Regions from separate parts of the Mus musculus genome. Here region 2 is linked to region 1. The links are chromatin contacts, called in public HiChIP or PLAC-seq maps. All regions are on one chromosome and are shown on one strand. Each heading gives the region's core, a stretch centred on a gene start, on an enhancer-like site or on the middle of the called end of the contact. The rest is flanking DNA. Distances are from core to core; before and after follow the strand shown.

Region 1 (3,183 bases), core at 372-2,871:
TTACTTTAGTATAAACTATGGTTACACAAAAAAATAGCTTTGTAATTTTAAAAGAGACCAAAGAGGGGGCCATGGAGCAATTCCATAGCAGATTTTTGGTTGGCTTCCCATGAACTAAAAATAAACATTGTTTTACTTGAATCTCTCTTATTGGAGCTCTCCTCCTGGCCAGCCCTGTGGTAGATAGTAGATTACTCCTGTTTCTAGAGTGAGCAATCTTACTTGCTTTTTTCACAGATTTTGATGGCGTCCTTTATCATATTTCAAATCCTAATGGAGACAAAACAAAAGTGATGGTCAGTATTTCTTTGAAATTCTACAAGGAACTTCAGGCACATGGAGCTGATGAGGTAAGGTCCACATTGGTTTCCTTGGGACTCTTGTTTTTGCTTTACCTTTGGTTGGCCCCTTGCCCTTCAGTGAGGGCCACATCCCCCTTACAAACAGAGGCTTCTTTATACAGCTAACAGGGGCTTCCAACTCCATTCCCCATAAAAATGTTTTTCAGAGATATTGCCTCTTGGCTTGCTTGGTTTTATCTTGGAGCAATAATGATATTTCCTAAGCGAAGTTTAGAAGTTTTTTAAAAAGGGTCTCACATAGCTCAGGCTGGATGGAAAGCCTCCAATTCCTGATTGCCTTCATCTTCCAAGTACTAGGATTATAGGCATGTACCACCATACCCAACTCGGGAATCTTATCTTTTCAAATTATTCAGGCTAGACAGATTGTGCAAAATAGTGAAAACGAAACAGTCCTCCAGAAATAACAGAGAATATTTCTTAACAAAAATAGTTACAGTAACAATAAGACAGGTTCTGGTCCATATTTAGAATCTTATCAAGGCAGCTTGGAATTTATGTGTATTAAACGTCATAATCTTGGTTTCCATTCCAAAAGGGAAGCATAAGTAACTGTCTTGTAAGTTTTTTAAAGTTAATATTCTTTAGAGCTGACCTTTCCACCTGTCCTTCCTTATAACTACCATAGGGAAGTGCACAGGGCTGTCCAGGCCTTGTGCCCTGGCTTTGGTAGCTAGAGTAGAAGGCTTGGTTCCTGTTGAACTGCAGTTGCTCTGGGGCAAGCCATTTATGGAAGAGAGAAAATGCTGTTACACCAGTGCCTGCCTGCACATTGTGGTTGGGTCTCAAAGCAGGAAGTATGACTCAGTTCCTGAATCCATTTTAACAAACTAGACTCTCCTTAATCTGCTACGTGAAGATGCAGCCATTTCTCATTCTGAAAGTGGTAGCTTTTGAACAGCTTCAGATTTCTGAAAGGCTGTGTATTGAGGAATGTGATGTAGAACTTTGTAAAGTTTGCTCTAAAATCAAGAGTTCTAAGATCTTCAGGGAGCTGAGCCCTTTTTTGTTCAGGTGCTTTTGATTTGCTGAAGGAAGGGGAGTAACCAGAGGGAATTTAAGGGAATTTTTTCAGAAGACAAGAAGCTGGTCTGCTGCAGCTTGCGACCCAGCATGGCTTGGATTTATTAAGACTCATTTTATCCTGTGTTTGGCCTGCTAGTGCAACTCTGGAACACATTGCTGTTTTCCTAGCTCACACATAGACCAAAGAGCCCAAGTGGGTGGAGGAAATAACATTCCCAGTGTGGGAGTGGAGTAAGCAGTAATTGACTCCCTAGGTTGGTTAAACAGTGACCAGCCTGTGATAACCACAGGAAGCTCGTTACTGTTTCATAGTCCCTTTTTAAAAGCAGAATGCTCTGCTGCTCAGTAGGCAGGTTTAAAAGTTATAAGTAGGTAGATCACCTTCCTCTTCTCCCGACTGCTAAAAAGAGGCACAGATGTAAAGGTGAATCAAGATAGGAAGTGTGAGTGACAGTGTGCTACAGTTGTACACAGCTGTGAGCCCAGCAGTGGGAGGCGGGGGCAGGGGGATCATGAGCTCGAGGCCAGTGTGGGTTACATAGTGAGGTTGGTCTTGGCAAAGTAGCAGGGAATGTTCAAGGGATATGCAGGAACAGAGAAGGCCTTCAGTGGCTCAGTGGGTGAAAGCTCTTGACTTGCAAACCTGATGACCTTAGTTTAGTCCCTGGAATCATGGTGGGAGGAGAAAACTTGACTTCTAGAAGTTGTCTTCTGACTTCTACACTTGGCGCCAGCAGCCACACACGTGATAATAGTAAGTTTTTAAAAAATAGCTTTTTTAAAGAAGAAAGAACAAAGGAATTAAAAGTGGTATAAACGTGCCTCTAAATACTTTATAGATTTCAGAATATCGACTTGGTGAACCTGGGGGCCTTTGGTTTCCCCGTGTGTGATACTCCCTTCCTTCAAGTATCAGTGGTGTAGGATTGTAGCTCAGAGGGAGCTTGCCAATGTTCCTTTACACCCCAGGGTTTTAGGAGAAGTGGTATCTGCAACACCTGCAGGTCAGAACTTGACCTGCCACCAACAGAGTCTGTGACCTTGGTCCCTTTGCAGAAGTTCCTCTTCTGTAAAAGCTCGCTACCACTTAGTTATTACACTGGGCAGTGCCTGCTTTTCTCTGTAAACAAGTGTGGTCAAGAATTCACATTTTGGGATTCACACTGTTACCAGATTCTGTAGGTGAGGATTAAGTCTAGAAATATTAGGAAGTTATTCACTGAACTATTTTGAGGCCTTTACTTGAGATAATTCTAAAGACTATTTAAGAGTGGCAAAACTATTTAAGAGTGGCTTCTCTGGGAGGGCACAGCTCCATGGGGAAGAGTTTATTGAGCTTCTGCAAGGCTCTGGGTTTGGCCTCTGGCAGCACCAAGAAAAGGAATGGGTTGGGCGTGAAGGGCCTTATTAACCTGTAATGGATTTTGAGGGTTTTTAGATGGAACGTAAAACACAGTTTTGTTTATTTTAACACTGTCTAGAGAGTTCATTGAATATGAGAACATTCATACACCTTTAGACAGCTGTTGAATGCAATGAGGGTTTTGTGTGTGCTCTCCTTCCAAAAGCTGGAACGTAGTTAGCAGAGGAAATGTTTGGTTGGGGAGATTCAAGGTAGGTAGAGACTGTTGTGTAGAATACTGGTATTGCTAGCTCGCTGAGATTCTGTTGTCCATTGCTCTTTGCATTAAAAGCCAGCCATGAGCTAAATTAATTTATAGCACACAGTATTAACATATTGAATAACAGAAGACAGTGCCTGGAAATTGACCCCTTCATTCACCTGAGCTAGGCT
Region 2 (3,183 bases), core at 352-2,851, 72 kb after region 1:
GAGGGGAGGGGCGTTCCAGAGGGGAAATAGGGAAAGGAGATAACATTTGAAATGTATTTTTTTAAGATTTATTTATTTATTATATGTAAGTACACTGTAGCTGTTTTCAGACAGACACCCTAGAAGAGGGTGTCAGATCTCATTACGGATGGTTGTGAGCCACCATGTGGTTGCTGGGATTTGAACTCAGGACCTTTGGAAGAGGAGTCAGTACTCTTAACCGCTGAGCCATCTTTGCAGCCAACATTTGAAATGTAAATACATAAAATATTCAAGAAAAAAAAGGAAAGAAAAACACTATTTTAGTTGCCAGCAGAGTAGGCACCAAGTGAGAAGTAGAGTGAAGAGGGGATGCAGCCTAGCACCCCCTTCCCCATAAGGAACTCCAGGTGTCCCCCACAACCTGCTGAGGACATGACAGAGAAGTGCATGTAGCTAGGGGACATCACCTAGACCAGAGTCAGGGTAGAGGAGGCCTCTTCTAGGAACTAGCCTGTTAGTCCACAGAGAATAAGTGCCCTGCAGCATCTTCCAGAGGAGATGGGCACATTTAGATTCATGGGTTAGGAAGATCTGGAGCTAGAGAGAGCCTCCTATGGGGGAGGGGAGGCTGTGGCGAGGGTCCCAATGAAAGAAGGTAAATCTATAAAAACAAAGCCAAAAGCAATGAGTGGGGAACAGGAGAGCAATTCAGTCACTAGGAAGACTACAAGATCCCCAGGAAAAGAAAACTAGGCAGGCGTGGTGGCGCACGCCTTTAATCCCAGCACTCGGGAGGCAGAGGCAGGTGGATTTCTGAGTTCGAGGCCAGCCTGGTCTACAAAGTGAGTTGCAGGACAGCCAGGGCTACACAGAGAGACCCTGTCTCGAAAAACCAAAAACCAAAAAAAAAAAAAAAAAGAAAAAAAAAAGAAAACTAGCCCAGCATGGGGACACCAAGGTTTCAGGTCTCCTTCCCTTCCCTTCCCTTCCCTTCCCTTCCCTTCCCTTCCCTTCCCTTCCCTTCCCTTCCCTTCCCTTCCCTTCCCTTCCCTTCCCTTCCCTTCCCTCCCCTCCCCTCCCCTCCCCTCCCCTCCCCTCCCCTCCCCTCCCCTCCCCTCCCCTCCCCTCCCCTCCCCTTGGACTTGGAGCCAAGACTCTAAAATGTATGGCCTTATAAATCCCACTCATGGGACAAACAGGAGGATGCTTGTGGTGGTTTGAATGAGAGCAAGGCCCCATAGGCTCATATATCTGAATGTTTGGTTACCATTGATAGAAGTGTTTGGGAAGGATTAGGAGGTGTGGCCTTGTTGGAGGAGGTGTGTAGGGGCAGGTTTTGAGATTTCAAAAGCCCAGTCCTTTCCAGACTTTTCTTTGCCTCCTATTTGCTGACAAGAATGTAAACTCTCAGCCACTGCCTCAGCACCGTACCTGCCTGCCTGCTGCCATGCTCCCCATCTGACGGTCACAGACTGAGCTCCTGCATGGCCATTCTCTCTAACCACTCCCTAGTTTTCCTCCTTAATTTCTATTTTGCCCATTCTTCTTTCAACAGCTCAGCCTTTAGCTCCTCTCCAGCCCTAGTGGGTGGGTCTTGGTTAGACCCAGGAATTCGATGCAGTTCCTGCCATGAGATAATAATAGCAAATATTTATATAGCACACATGTGCCAGGCACTGTTCTCAGTCCTTTAAATAGAAGAACCCTTGACTCTCACACCACCCCATACCGAGAGATCAATTCAGTGGCTGCAGGTCACATATCTGGTAAGAAGACAGGAGAGAGAGACTGGGACTTTCTTGAAAAGTTTCCATTGTCCTTAAAAAGGACCTAGTGCATCTGCAGTGTTCATCATGAAGCAGTTTAAAAGAATATTCCAGGGTGGCCAAGGTGGCTCAACTGCTAACAGCACTTGCAGGGCCAGCCTGACAATCTAAATCCAATCGCAGGATCCCATGGAGAAGAACTGACTCCCACAAGTTGTCCTCTGACCTACACATGCATATTCGGATTCACACTTATTTACACCACCACCGCTGCCACCACCACCACCAATAATGGGATGTTTCAGAACACTGGGGATGGCAGAGCAGAAATGAAGACAACCTGCATCTCTGAAGACCTCATGGGAGAGGGGGCATGGTGGCTCTGCCCGCTGTCTTAGCATTTGGGAAGGTGAGACAGAAGTGGACCCTGATTTATAGTCCAGCCTGGGCTACACAGACTGTCAGTCACAACCAACCAACCTAGCCTTGAAGTAACTATCCAAGTTTTCCCCTCTGTCTTTTGGCGTGTGCGTGTGTGTGTGTGTGTGTGTGTGTGTGTGTGTGTGTGTGTGTGTGTGCGTAGGTCTGAGCGTAATCCTCAGGATCACTTCCTACTTCCTTTGAGACAGGGTCACCAAGATTAATTCCTGCCTTGACTTCCCCAGGACAACAGACTATAACCTGCAAACCTGTAACCTGAGCCAAAGCGAACGGAACCCTTCCTCCCCTAGGTTGCTTTTTGTCAGGGTATTTATCAGAGCTATAGGAAAGTCAAGACAGAAACTTGGTTCATAGGTCACTGGGTGTCACTTACTTTGTTTCTTATACCTTTTAAGTCTCCTGTGACCTTCCACAGTATGACGTATCATAATTACTTTATGAAGACAGAAGTCTTTCCATTCATTCTCAGTTCCTCATCTGGGCATGCTCTATCCTCTCCATCCCAGCAGGCTGTGTCCCTTGAAGGTCAAGCCCACTTGTCCCTGCTCAGTCCTTGTCCCCGAACCCCAAGGCAAGAACTGTGACAGGAGAGCATGCCACTGTTCCCTTCTTGTAACACCCTGTCAGTCTGCTGAGGCTCTCCTCTCATGCGTCTGGCCAAGTGCCTCTGCCTCCCAAGTTTGGGATGGGAGTAGAGGTGTAAGCTGCCATGCCTGGCTGACCTATGTCTGTCTAGTCCTTGTGTCTCCAGATTTCAGGTGCTGTCTGTATGTTCACTGCTCCAAAGAGATGTGTCTATAAGATCCCTCATGAGTGGCCAGTCTCAGTGCCCACCCTCTTGCTGGTCACCTCCAAGAAGCTGCTCCGGGGACTTTCCCACATTATGTGTCCAAAGCTGACCTCACCAGTCTCACATCTCACTCTCACTGCATTTGCTTCTTTGCTGCCCTTGTGATGCTTGATTTCAACTTATTGGCTTTCAACTTAACAGGAT

The links. HiChIP or PLAC-seq counts read pairs in DNA pulled down with a chosen protein or histone mark.
Region 2: a contact with region 1 is called in an HNF4G HiChIP or PLAC-seq map of pancreatic cancer cells. The contact joins two enhancer-like sites. A contact is called at or near these places in 2 of 39 promoter capture datasets (the HPC-7 cell line and pre-B cells), 6 of 484 Hi-C or Micro-C datasets (CD4 T cells, the N1E-115 cell line, embryonic stem cells and 3 more), 9 of 115 datasets of contacts at active chromatin or transcription factors (the 230-238 cell line, CD8 T cells, the HPC-7 cell line and 4 more) and 3 of 9 other capture datasets (adipose tissue, liver and pancreatic islet).

The regions. Positions count from the first base shown.
Region 1 is chr1:74,247,895-74,251,077 of GRCm38.p6, forward strand. Arpc2 (actin related protein 2/3 complex, subunit 2) reads left to right here. Exons shown (of 10, transcript NM_029711.2): 3 at 238-350. Among named protein-coding and RNA genes, the nearest start is that of Arpc2, 13 kb to the left of the region's middle. Within about 2 kb of position 1,622, at least 247 of the 459 cell types and tissues checked have an H3K27ac peak or open chromatin away from gene starts, as enhancers often do. A contact at or near this core is called in pancreatic cancer cells, where this site is marked.
Region 2 is chr1:74,319,965-74,323,147 of GRCm38.p6, forward strand. The region is part of intron 2 of Pnkd (paroxysmal nonkinesiogenic dyskinesia); the gene reads left to right. Among named protein-coding and RNA genes, the nearest start is that of Tmbim1, 17 kb to the left of the region's middle. Within about 2 kb of position 1,602, at least 7 of the 459 cell types and tissues checked have an H3K27ac peak or open chromatin away from gene starts, as enhancers often do. A contact at or near this core is called in pancreatic cancer cells, where this site is marked.